Regions from separate parts of the Drosophila melanogaster genome. Here all the other regions are linked to region 4. The links are chromatin contacts, called in public Hi-C and targeted proximity ligation maps. All regions are on one chromosome and are shown on one strand. The core of a region is the stretch at or near the end of the contact, and the rest is flanking DNA. Distances in the headings are between cores, read along the strand shown.

Region 1 (2,754 bases), core at 86-2,585, 330 kb before region 4:
GTTGGGGGCACTGAAGAGACTTGTAAAGTGCCGCATTCCGATGCCACCTCCCTTTGTAAAGCACTATTGTTTAGTACTCCTAGTGGGCTAAACAGACTGCAGGCAGTAGTTACTCGAACTCCAACCCCGGTGTTATTTGCATTCAGCACAGAGTTCATGGCCATATTCATAGCATGCTGGGAAACTTCAGCCGGACGTCGGTCAATACATACTGTGTTGGAATCACAAAGTTCCATATTATTATTTTCCTGGTTCTTCGTGGACGCCTCGTTGTTACTATCAGCCATATCTTCTTTTATGTCCATTATATGAAAGAAATTGTCCTGCTCCAAATTTTTTTCAGTTTCCATGTTTAAAGCGTATTGCGCCTCCTCTGGCTTCACAGCAGGTTCTTCCCCGGATGGATATCTGGTCGTCTGAGGTAATTCCGTGGCCGTGTCGGTTGTGCCAGTTCTGTTTAATGCCGTTGATCCGACTGCTCCTGATGCTGGCGTCGGCGATAATGAACTTGACGTCTGGTCTTCATCAACATTATTTTTTAACCACTCATTGCACACCAAGACCATTACTTTACATCCAAACAAACCTTTGGGGATACGAGAACAAAAGCGGATTAACAAGTTAGTAATTAGTAATACACGAGTGGCTGCTGTTTGACAAATCCGACTAGCCGAAACATTGACAATGAATCCAAATTTTAAAGGCCTGCTTTAATTTAATGTAACTATAAAATTTGTCTTTTCCCGATGAAAATTTGAAAAGGTTTCCGACCACATAAGATATACACACATATGTAAATGCATACATACATACATACATACATACAGAATGAATTTGCATTTGATACAAAAATATGTACGTTCAATAGCAATGTTTTCAAGAATTATTGTAAACAAAAAACTATGCCATTAGTTGGTCATTCTTATGAATTAAGCAATTTTCGAGTTAAGGATGTGCCGATTAATTACGACAACTTAAACCAGGCATTAAAAATGTTTGGAACGGTTGGAAATTGTTTACTTTTTTGATTTAAAAATAAATTATATGGTACGGGGAGGACCGCTTAAGTTCAAGAACATTAAATTCGCAATAATATAAATGTTTGATATTGCGCAACGTTTTTACCTTTATTTTACAATGCACGCTTGGCTTACCTTGGAATTTTGTAATTTTCCTGTATTAATTGTTGCAACCTTCTACCCGTGTTTTTTAGTTTTCTTTAACTTTGAACAATTGTTGTACAAAAACACCTGGTTTCGCGGTAAATTTGTGTGCATACTTAAAATATTTCCGTCAAAATAGCGACAATCAACTGGTGATGAACACGGAACGATGAAAAAAGCGCTAAGCATTATTGTATATAATAATATACAATATACCAGTTTATATACCATATACCAGTTTCTATGTTGACATGCAACGATAGAACCATTCCATTCTGCAATTTCATTTCCAATAAATACAAACAATAATTTTCTAAAATTTTTATAAGAAATAAGATTTAAGAATTTTAAAATGTTTTAGAGCAATGTCGTATGCTAGAAAGGTTAAGAGTATGTTTGTAGTCGGCATACAAATGTTCTGCAATTACATTTCCAATAAAAAGAAACAAATAATTTTCTAAAATTGTTATAATAAGAAAGGAGATTTCGGAATTTTAAAATGTTTTAGAGCAATGTCGTATGCTAGAAAGGTTAAGGGTATGTTTGTAGTCGGCATAAAAATGTGTTTCCGAACCTTAAAGTATAGTGTACTCCTGATCATAAACACTATTCGATCAGGTCCGGTCTGTCTGACTGAAGGCTGTGATCTCGCAAACTACAAAATAGAGCTGGAAGAAACATCGGAGATAGCGCTACATAGATATTTAAAAAAAAATCGGAAACATCGAAATTTTCGGACATCGATGTTAGATTTTTCTGTTTTACCCATCACCATTTGCAGGGAAAGATCTTGCTAAGCTAATCGGCTAATGGCAAGACAGACAAATGTATTAAGTGGGGCAAGACACCAAACAAGTGCGAATAATACTAACTTGTCTTGCCACGTAATGAGGATACATATTAATTTAACAGTCAGTGAATTGCCACAAAGGCAACAGCAGTCAATTCTGTCATTTATTGACAAAATAATGAAACGTTGACGAATCGAAAACAAGTGCTCTACGCTACTACATTGGCTCAGACTTGCGCGGATTCGGATTTCGACGAAACAACTTATTTTTCTGAAAACATTGCAAACTTAATCCGCACAGTAATTGATGAACGCCCATATAGTTTGAAACAATAGAAATAGGTTATAGAAAATAAAATATATATGTATAGAAAATCCAGTTGGAATGGCGCGTTTTACCTGCTGAAACGATTTTTGATTACAAAGGTTGCTATCGCAACTGTTCTACTGAACCAAAGTCTCTAGAATAATAAAGAATTATTGTAGTGTCTTTGACTGAACACTCTCAAAGGGTTGGTTATTGCCGTAAATATCGAATAAAATATTCATTTTCGAGGATTTGAAGGCAATACTTTAACCTTTAGAGCATGCAACGGTTAAAGTTTACAAATTGTTCAAAATTGTGGGCGTGACCGGGTTGACGGCTTTTGGTCGTTAGAGTAGGCGTGTAAAAAGTTTTTGGCATATCGATATAAATTTTAGCGACTAATAGAATTATGAAAAAAATATCGAAAAAAGGTTTAAAAATGTGTGTTTTGCGCGGCATTTTTGGGAGGTTTTAGGGCGTTAGAGTGGGGCTGG
Region 2 (2,841 bases), core at 294-2,793, 300 kb before region 4:
AAATTTGCAAAACCAAGCACACGAATTTATTTATGAAATTGATAAACATATAAGTAAAATATGTATATTGGTTTAGTTAATAACATTTCCCAAATCGAAATAAAAATCTTTGATTCACTTATTTTTTTAGCTTCATTGTTTAATTAAAAATAAAAATTTGGTTCTAGTTTTTAAATAGTATGCTCAACTAATATATAAACACTAGCAAGGCATTGTAACATTTCTGATATAAGCATTGCAATTTACTTGTGGACGATGTGATATTGTACCTTCTTATCTAAAAATTGTATGAATTTATTTACCTTGCTTAGATTTAGACAATAAGCTGTAAAAAGTAGCGTTGTGACCTAATTCAAGTAACATATACCAATAATTAGTTCCCTTACATTTTGTTTTAAATTTTACTATTCACCATCATGAAATTTGATATTATAAATGTTTGCAGTTGATGTTACTACGCCCTTTTATCGCAAATCGGGAAAAAGTATTTTTGTTTAAAATTCAAAACGAGCTGAACAATTATTTCTTGATGTAATACTCATACGTAAAACTTTAAAATATCTAAAACTTACATTTATAATTGATGACTTAAAACGGCAAATTATTTTGAGAATGTTTCATTAAGTGCACCAGGAACGCACGAAGTGTTTTAAAATGAAGATTAAGCGCTGCTCTTTAATACAAACTAGTCTTCTTCATGATTCGCAGAAATTCTTCTTGATTTACCTCCCCGTCATTGTCCAAATCGGCTTCGTCTATCATCTCTCGCAGTTCCTCGTCAGTAAGTGTTTCACCAAGTTCACGAGCCACCCTCTTTAGATTTCTGAATGAAATTTTTCCAGTGTCATCATCATCAAAAAGCCGAAAAGCCTTAAGAATCTCTTCCTTAGTGTCCTTTTCGGCCATCTTTATAGTCATCAGTTGCAGAAAGACGTTAAACGCAATGCGCCCACTGCAGTCCTTGTCAATGTCGGAAATCATCCTCTTAATCTCCTCCTTTTTTGGCTCGAATCCCAGAGCCCTAATGGCCACCTTAAGTTCCTTTACCTCAATGTAACCCGTGCCTTCGTTGTCAAATAGATCAAAGGCCTCCTTAATGTCGCATTTTTGGGCCTCAGACAGTTCGAACTTGGGGCCAGACTTCTTGCGACCTTGTTGCGTACCCCTTTTGGCAGGAACTGTAGCAGGGTTGGCGTTGCCAGCCGCAGTTGAGTTTTGCTCCATTAATCGATTGGCTTAAATTGGGATTAACGTTTATAATTTTGTGCATGCCTCAGTTATATTTGAAACTCACGTAATTTCAGATGTTGGTATAAGTTCTTGATATACGTCGCATAGACTATACGAGTGAGGGTTGATTTGTCGGATGCTCCTATTTTTGTTATAATATATATAAACATGAAGAGCTCTACACAGCCCACCCTATTCCTAGCGCAACACACAAGTTTACGGTTCACGATTACAAGAAAGCCATATCTTTCGTTTGTGAAACAGCTCAAATAAAGCCGACTAGAATGCCAGAAAAACACAATGTTTAAGGCCTGTTCACACTTGTGAAACATCTACACATATATTTGCACAAAAGCAAAGTAAAAGCAGTAAAGACACTTAAAATTGAGTACAATTATGAACCAGCAATCTATCGTACTAGCAAAGACACTAGAATAACAAGATGCGTAACGCCATACGATTTTTTGGCACACAATTTTTTGGCCGTGGCTCTAGAGGTGGCTCCAGGCTCTCTCGAATTTTTGTTAGAGAGCGAGAGAGCGAAGAGCGCTACAGCGAACCGCTCTTTTCTACGCATACAGTGATAGCAGACAACTTTATGTGTGCACACGTATGCTCATGCATTGTAAATTTGACAAAATATGCCCTTCACCATCAAAGTTCTTTGACTTTAAATCTATATTATTTTTGATCAATTGGCACCATGCGAAAAATTCTTGTTTTGCATTGCCTTAACGTTATTATTATTTGAAAATAGAATAGAAATAGCCAAATCTATGTACATATTATCACAAAAAAAATTTTCAAAAATGACTTTATGTAAGAATATTTGTCATTAGAGTATTCATCTTGAGGCGTGTGAAAAATTAATAAGGCAATGATTGTTGAGTGCTTGTGTCCGCACTTCGTGCCTCAAGATATGAACAAAGCAAAGACACTAGAATAATTCTAGTTATTATATTTTAATGAAATTTATGAAATTACAGTAGTTATAATAATTTCTATTGTTTTTCCTTTAATTAATTAGTATATTTATTAAGTCATTTGACTTAAAATGATGTAATATTAACATTAAAAGTGTTTCAAAAAAAAATTTTGCTTTTAAAAAATTGTCAGATGAGAGACAAATTAGAATTGAACATAAATATAAATGTGTAAACGGTAGCTAATTCGAGCGGCGATTTTAACAAACGAATTTAAAAAGCTTTAAAATTAAAAAATTTTAAAATTAAAATTAAAATTTTAAAATTATAATAAGAAGGGCGCGAATTTTTAAAAATTATTTTATTTCATCATATTGCTACGAAATTGGCAAAAAACTACCCTAATATGTACAATGTAAATTCATTTCTTTGATCAGAATTAATTTCGGCCCGAAAATCGTCTTCTAGCACAACACGCACACATATACGCGTTCTCGTCTCTTGTTTTTACTCACACAAGCAAGCAAATTCTATTTTTAGATTTCTTATGTTCTCAGCGTGAGCGAGCGGAAAGAGAGCAATTTTGGCCGTCACCAAAAAAGTGGCTGCATAGTGCCAAACCAATGTATGGCCGTTACGCATCTTGTTATTCTAGTGTCTTTGGTACTAGTGTAGCAAACAGCTGTGC
Region 3 (2,865 bases), core at 212-2,711, 510 kb before region 4:
TAAACCTTTTTGCAAGGCCCATAAACCGCCCGGAATTACCACGCCACAATTGTCCTTCGGTATACCAAAAAAAAAAAAACAAACACCTTGGACACGCCCCTCATTTTCACTAACTAACTACCAAAGCGGTCTCGACTCATTTTAGCAATTTTTAGTTTTTTTTTCTCATCTTATTCCATAATATACATATACCGATATCCCCCAGGCAAATGATGAAATTATGCGTTCGCATTTCCACTTGGCGAGTAACGGGTAATTTTTATCGATATGCCAAAAGCATTTTGGCCACGCCCATTTAATAAGTTTTTTATATATATCCAGTAGCTGTAGCGTTGTATATCGTTTCAAAAATATTCCTCCTCTTTAGTTTTTAATACATTTTTTTTTGTAAATTAATCCCTAAGAATTTTTTAGTTTTTACGTTTTATGGGAACCATAAAGAATTATTTTTTCTTAGTAATTAATGAGTTGACATCATGGTAATATTTTGATGCGATACTCATTTAGTAAAATAGTAAGTTTTATAAATTATAAGTATTTACATAACAGCAATATTCATCATTTCGACCGCATAAGGTACATATTTATTATAAGTATGTTCTCGTCGGGTTTAAAAGCAAAGCTACATATAATAATGCACATTGAATTCGTGTAATTAAATTTGAATATCGGTAACTGTATACAAAAATAAAAGAGAATTGGAAATGTGCATGCAGACTATAATCTATCCCCTACGTAACTCAATTAAAATTCCAAATATGCCTGTGTCCATCGTAACTCTATATTTAACGATTTTTTTTAACTAAAAATTGTTGTATCTGTAAATACGAATTGATATACATAAAATGTTAGGTAGATTAAGTATTATAATACTAAACACTGATGACAGTATCAGGCTTGTAAATACGCCTGATGTTATGAAATGTAAATATATAAATAAATTTTCATCCATGCAACGAAATTTTTTAACTGATATCAACTGGTGGCAAACTTCGTTATCACAGTACCGATATTTAATTTTTTAGGCGCTCGACTTCTGTTAATGTGATTAAATCTTAACTTAAGCCTCATTTTTTTGTGAGTGTACATAATTACTATCCTACACGACACGAATGGACAAAGAGTAATTTAGGGTATTTATAATTTCACAAATAAACTTACAGAACAATATAATATAAATTCTTAGCAAAACCCAGCTGATATCGTACTTTTCCAACGACATGCCAAGCAGTGAACTTCCAACAAAGCCTTAAACTGGTTTTGCTTTAAGATAACTATTGAATTTTGGCTTATGCCTAGATCAGAAGACCGGCAGAAAACAATGCAACAGCTGAGCGCCGATCCGCGCGACCCTAGACTGTTAGTGCGGGCGCTCTCTGTCTGATCCTCTCCTTTTGTCGCTCTTTCTGATTGCGCTCTTTTGATGATAATACTGAACATTTAATGTCGCCCGTGCTTTCATTCATAAGCGGGCAATGCTTGCGAACGGGCGACAACGCGATACGGGATAAAGATACCTTGATAAAGAAATTGTACTCGTATGTACAAGAAGCTGCAGCAGCAAAGGCTTACAAAAGTTTTTAAGTGCCGTGGCAGAAGAGAAAATCTAAAATCTAAAGTGACCAATATTTTAAACAAAAAAACTAAACTCTATATATGATTTGAAAAAAAAAAAAACAGCCAATATGAAGGAGTTTAGCAAAATGTTTGCGCGACGATATAGTTCAGTATCAAGAGACGTAGAGGCCAGCAATCAGCGGCAGTCAGCAGTGACCCCTGGATCTGGGTTGAGCACAGACGCAGATCCTGCGGTGTCTTGTGCCGCTCAGGTAGCACTGCAACGAATCCAGCGCCGCAAAAGTCTCAAGGCAAATCGTTCAATGAATCCGATAGACATACTAAGCAGCTTTTTCAACGAGCCAATCCAAGGCAAACGGAATCGAGTTCCTACCCGTGAGTTTTTGATGAATAAAGAGAATTATGCTTTCTCGATTAAATTTACACATTTTCGTTATATCGTTCGCATTTGGGGGACAACAAAAACCTGATAAAGAGTCATTAAAGTTGTTTAGCATAGCACTCTATGCTTGTTTTTGCATTGATTGTTAAATACCAAAAGCGAATAAAATTAAAAGCAATGCCGACAATGGCATAGTTTGGATTTCTGATTTCGCTGACTATCTTGTCAAACCACAAAATAGCGTGAACAAATTACATATATCAATTACTTACGGATTCCGTTCGACCCTGAACTTGACCATAAAGCAAACCCAAACAACCAGAAACTGAAACATTTAAAACATGTTACTTTCCTTATATGAGTCGTGAGACAAGTGCGATTGCTTGACTTACTGTTGCATAGTATGTTGAAGAGGGCGACAATGATCGAAGGTGACCTTAAATTGCACCGACGACCTTGCTTATATAAGCAAAACGAAAGTTTTTGTGAAAAAATTTAAGGGGATATTGATCGATAACCATACAGGTTATTAAATATTAATAAATTATTTAAAATTCATAATTAAATTCAATCTAACAATTTTAAAAGGTGTGTATTTCACCTTGCTAAGATTTTTTAGAATAGTAATTTGGTTTAAATTATATTAAATTTTATATTTATATAAAAACATTGTACGCGGTTCCTAAAAAACTTTATGTAAAAATGTTTGGCATTTGATTTCATCACATTATATTCCCTGAATCATTAAAAACGAGATCAACCAAATATAATGAAATCGGGATTTCAATTCGTCTAGTATTACAACGCCCTATTTTTAATTAATTTTTTAGCACTTGGATGTGAAAAAGTTTTTTAAATTATTTAAAAATTTATTTGACCTGTAATTACCTTTTGATTTGGTGTTA
Region 4 (2,872 bases), core at 2-2,501:
TCGATGTTTCGCGCTGAAACTACTACAATCTTTGAAATTAGATTCCAGAAAAAAAAAAAACAATTTATCCTATGACGATGAATTATGCGGATCTCGCCTATATAGATTCATATATTTCTTATTAAACTATTTCATTACGCTAAGAAATGAACAGTGTGGCATGTACATATATGCTGTTAAATATTTATATGAGTGGCTTTTATAAAATTAATTATTAATTATTATTCGGTTTTTTTTTTACGATTTTTTCGATATGTAAAGCGGACACACGAAATGAAAAGTAAATGCCTTTTTTCATATTAAAACAGAACTTATTTACTCAAGAGAAGAAATAGTTTACTCAGTGGTCTATTGATGCTTATTGCACATCATAACAAGATCATTCTGCCACTAATTTATTTAATAAAATTTTTATTGCTGACGCCACTTCAGATTTGACTAACAAAATTTTGATGTCGGCAACAAAAGTTTGGATTTGTCAAGGGGTCAAACATTGTTGGTGAAACGAAACAGGCATATAAAATATATAGAAGGAATTCATTAATTTATTTAAAGGAGAGCCAATAGTGTTGTTTGTAAATAATTCTATTTGATTTAATTACTTAAGTGGTCAAAGTGCCACAAAAAAGAAATTGCGGACATCGTAATTAAAACTATGAAATATGTGGCAGCTATGTTGTCTGGAACAGCTTAAACAGCTGTTTACCGCTGAATGCATATTGCGATATCCAAACTATAGAACAAATTTTCCAAAAGCAGAGCACCTAAAAAAGAAATCAAAAGATTTTGGCTAAATCGAATTCGAAAAAAATTACGATTATCAGATCATGAATGACTTTTCTTAAAAGGGAGCAAATTAATACTGAGTAAGTCCCACGGTAGTAAAGACTTAGGCAGAACGGTTCCTGAAAATTAAAATTATTAAATGGGGCAGGACTTTATCTTCCTTAAGGTTATATGTATCTTCAAAATTGTATCAACAAATTCGCTTAAATCACAAATTATTCCCATAGCGCATATTAACGTCTTGGAGTTGAACACTTCTCTCAGCGATTATTTGTATCTAGACATTTGTATGTAGTGCAATTTTATATATAATGTTTTTATATAATGTAAATATATGTATTACATAAATATTGCATTAAATCCTTATTAATACCAAATATTCAGACTTGGGACTATTTTGCTTCTCTTAAAAGATTAAGCTTATTGTGTAACTTAGTGTGGACGGTACATAATATTTAGTTTCTAAACTCTTAATTGCTATCAGTGGCAACGCTATTCAAGTAGCCATCTTTCTTTCTTTTCTCAACTATACGACCGCGTGGACGTAAGTTCAACGAGTTTTGTTGAATATTTCTTCATTATGACTTGAAAAAGATCTAATAAGCCTCTTTTTTATAGGGGATTATAAATAAAAATGACCAACTCAAAGGGCTATCGTCGCGGCACACGGGACATGTTTTCCCGTCCCTTCCGAAAGCATGGAGTTATTCCGTTGTCCACATACATGCGGGTTTTCAAGATCGGCGACATCGTTGACATTAAGGGACATGGTGCTGTACAGAAGGGTTTGCCCTATAAGGCATATCATGGCAAAACCGGGCGCATATTCAATGTGACTCAGCACGCCGTTGGTGTAATAGTAAACAAACGCGTAAGAGGCAAAATCCTTGCTAAGCGGGTCAATGTGCGCATTGAGCACATCCACCACTCCAAGTGCCGCGAAGATTTTTTGCGCCGCGTAAAGGAAAATGAGCGATTGCTGAAGGAGGCGAAGGAAAAGGGACAATGGGTCAGTCTGAAGCGCCAGCCGGAACAGCCGAAGAAGGCGCACTTTGTTAAGAAACTTGAAGAACCGATTGCTCTGGCCCCGATTCCATACGAATTCATTGCCTAAAGGCATTTTACTGCTCGGAAATTGTACGGAATGAAATAATATTTGATATAATTTCAGTAAACAAAAAAAATGTGCCCAATATAAACAGACTTTGTAATTTTCATTTTGCAATAAGGTCGGCGTCCAACTAAAGTTTTGATCAGCGACAACGTCTGCTTATTATTGAAAGGTTTTTATGTTCAAAGTCATTTGATACTAATTACCTACCATTTTGAGTAAAATGTTCTCGACTTGTTTATTTATAAACATTTATTCACTCAAACCACAGTAGCTCACAGATTGTTTCTCGCAGTTGCGAAATTGCTGCTAGACTAAGAAAGATAAAATCAAATCCGTCCTCAAGGCTACGGCGAATATTTGATTACATTTATGTCTGCGGACAGTGCTGGAGTAATATATACGTGAGGGCATTTCCAGACGAGCCAAGTCTTGACAATTGCTGCTGTGGTTTGGCCTTTTCTACATTTTGCATCAGGCTTGTGGCCTTTCAGTGCCACATACGCCAACCATATCGTGATCTCCGTCATGCTCTCCCATAGGTTGTTTTGAAGCTCTGAAGTTGATCGACATCCATCAAAACTAAAATTGTTTAATTTGTGTGCGTTAGCAAAAACAACGTCGTCTCAGATCGGAATTGAAAGATCAGCTGTATTTAATTGGTTTATGAAAGAATTTTTTCGTAATACTCCACCATTAAAATGTATCTGGACTACTTTCGTCCTCGATCCTGGTGTTAATTTTGGAGCTGATAGCTTTAGGTTTTCCAAGCCTCTCGTGGTCGTTGATGTACGGATACGGCCCAAACGGACCGTGCAATATATTAGCAGCTGGGTTGGGCTTACAAATTTCTGCAATAAGCCGCAGAGAGATGGCATTTCGTTGAAATGTAATCAAGCTCGGAAACTCAGTATATATGTATTAGTATTACAAATGTATTAAATGGACAATTTATTAAATATAAATATACTACAC

Evidence for each region. Hi-C and Micro-C count contacts between places; a contact is called where the count stands out from the background.
Region 1: a contact with region 4 is called in a targeted proximity ligation map of the Kc167 cell line, with 4 times the contacts expected there. A contact is called at or near these places in 2 of 107 Hi-C or Micro-C datasets (both in the Kc167 cell line) and 2 of 7 datasets of targeted methods (both in the Kc167 cell line).
Region 2: a contact with region 4 is called in a targeted proximity ligation map of the Kc167 cell line, with 7 times the contacts expected there. A contact is called at or near these places in 2 of 107 Hi-C or Micro-C datasets (both in the S2 cell line) and 1 of 7 datasets of targeted methods (the Kc167 cell line).
Region 3: a Hi-C map of the Kc167 cell line shows a contact between it and region 4, with 2.9 times the contacts expected there. A contact is called at or near these places in 1 of 107 Hi-C or Micro-C datasets (the Kc167 cell line) and 1 of 7 datasets of targeted methods (the Kc167 cell line).

What each region holds. Positions count from the first base shown.
Region 1 is chr2L:22,577,653-22,580,406 of dm6, reverse strand. It overlaps Slmap (Sarcolemma associated protein), which reads right to left and starts at 1,335. Exons shown (of 4, transcript NM_001042934.2): 1 at 1,155-1,335; 2 at 1-586. The coding sequence starts at 566.
Region 2 is chr2L:22,548,942-22,551,782 of dm6, reverse strand. CG17493 reads right to left here and starts at 1,543. Exons shown (of 2, transcript NM_001273764.1): 1 at 1,295-1,543; 2 at 1-1,235. The coding sequence starts at 1,224. The coding sequence ends at 676.
Region 3 is chr2L:22,754,945-22,757,809 of dm6, reverse strand. It overlaps CG40006, which reads left to right and starts at 1,461. Exons shown (of 10, transcript NM_001042936.1): 1 at 1,461-1,953. The coding sequence starts at 1,686.
Region 4 is chr2L:22,246,254-22,249,125 of dm6, reverse strand. It overlaps RpL21 (Ribosomal protein L21), which reads left to right and starts at 1,251. Exons shown (of 2, transcript NM_001299204.1): 1 at 1,251-1,330; 2 at 1,405-1,980. The coding sequence starts at 1,421. The coding sequence ends at 1,900. It overlaps Nubpl (NUBP iron-sulfur cluster assembly factor, mitochondrial), which reads right to left. Exons shown (of 2, transcript NM_001273759.1): 2 at 2,138-2,872.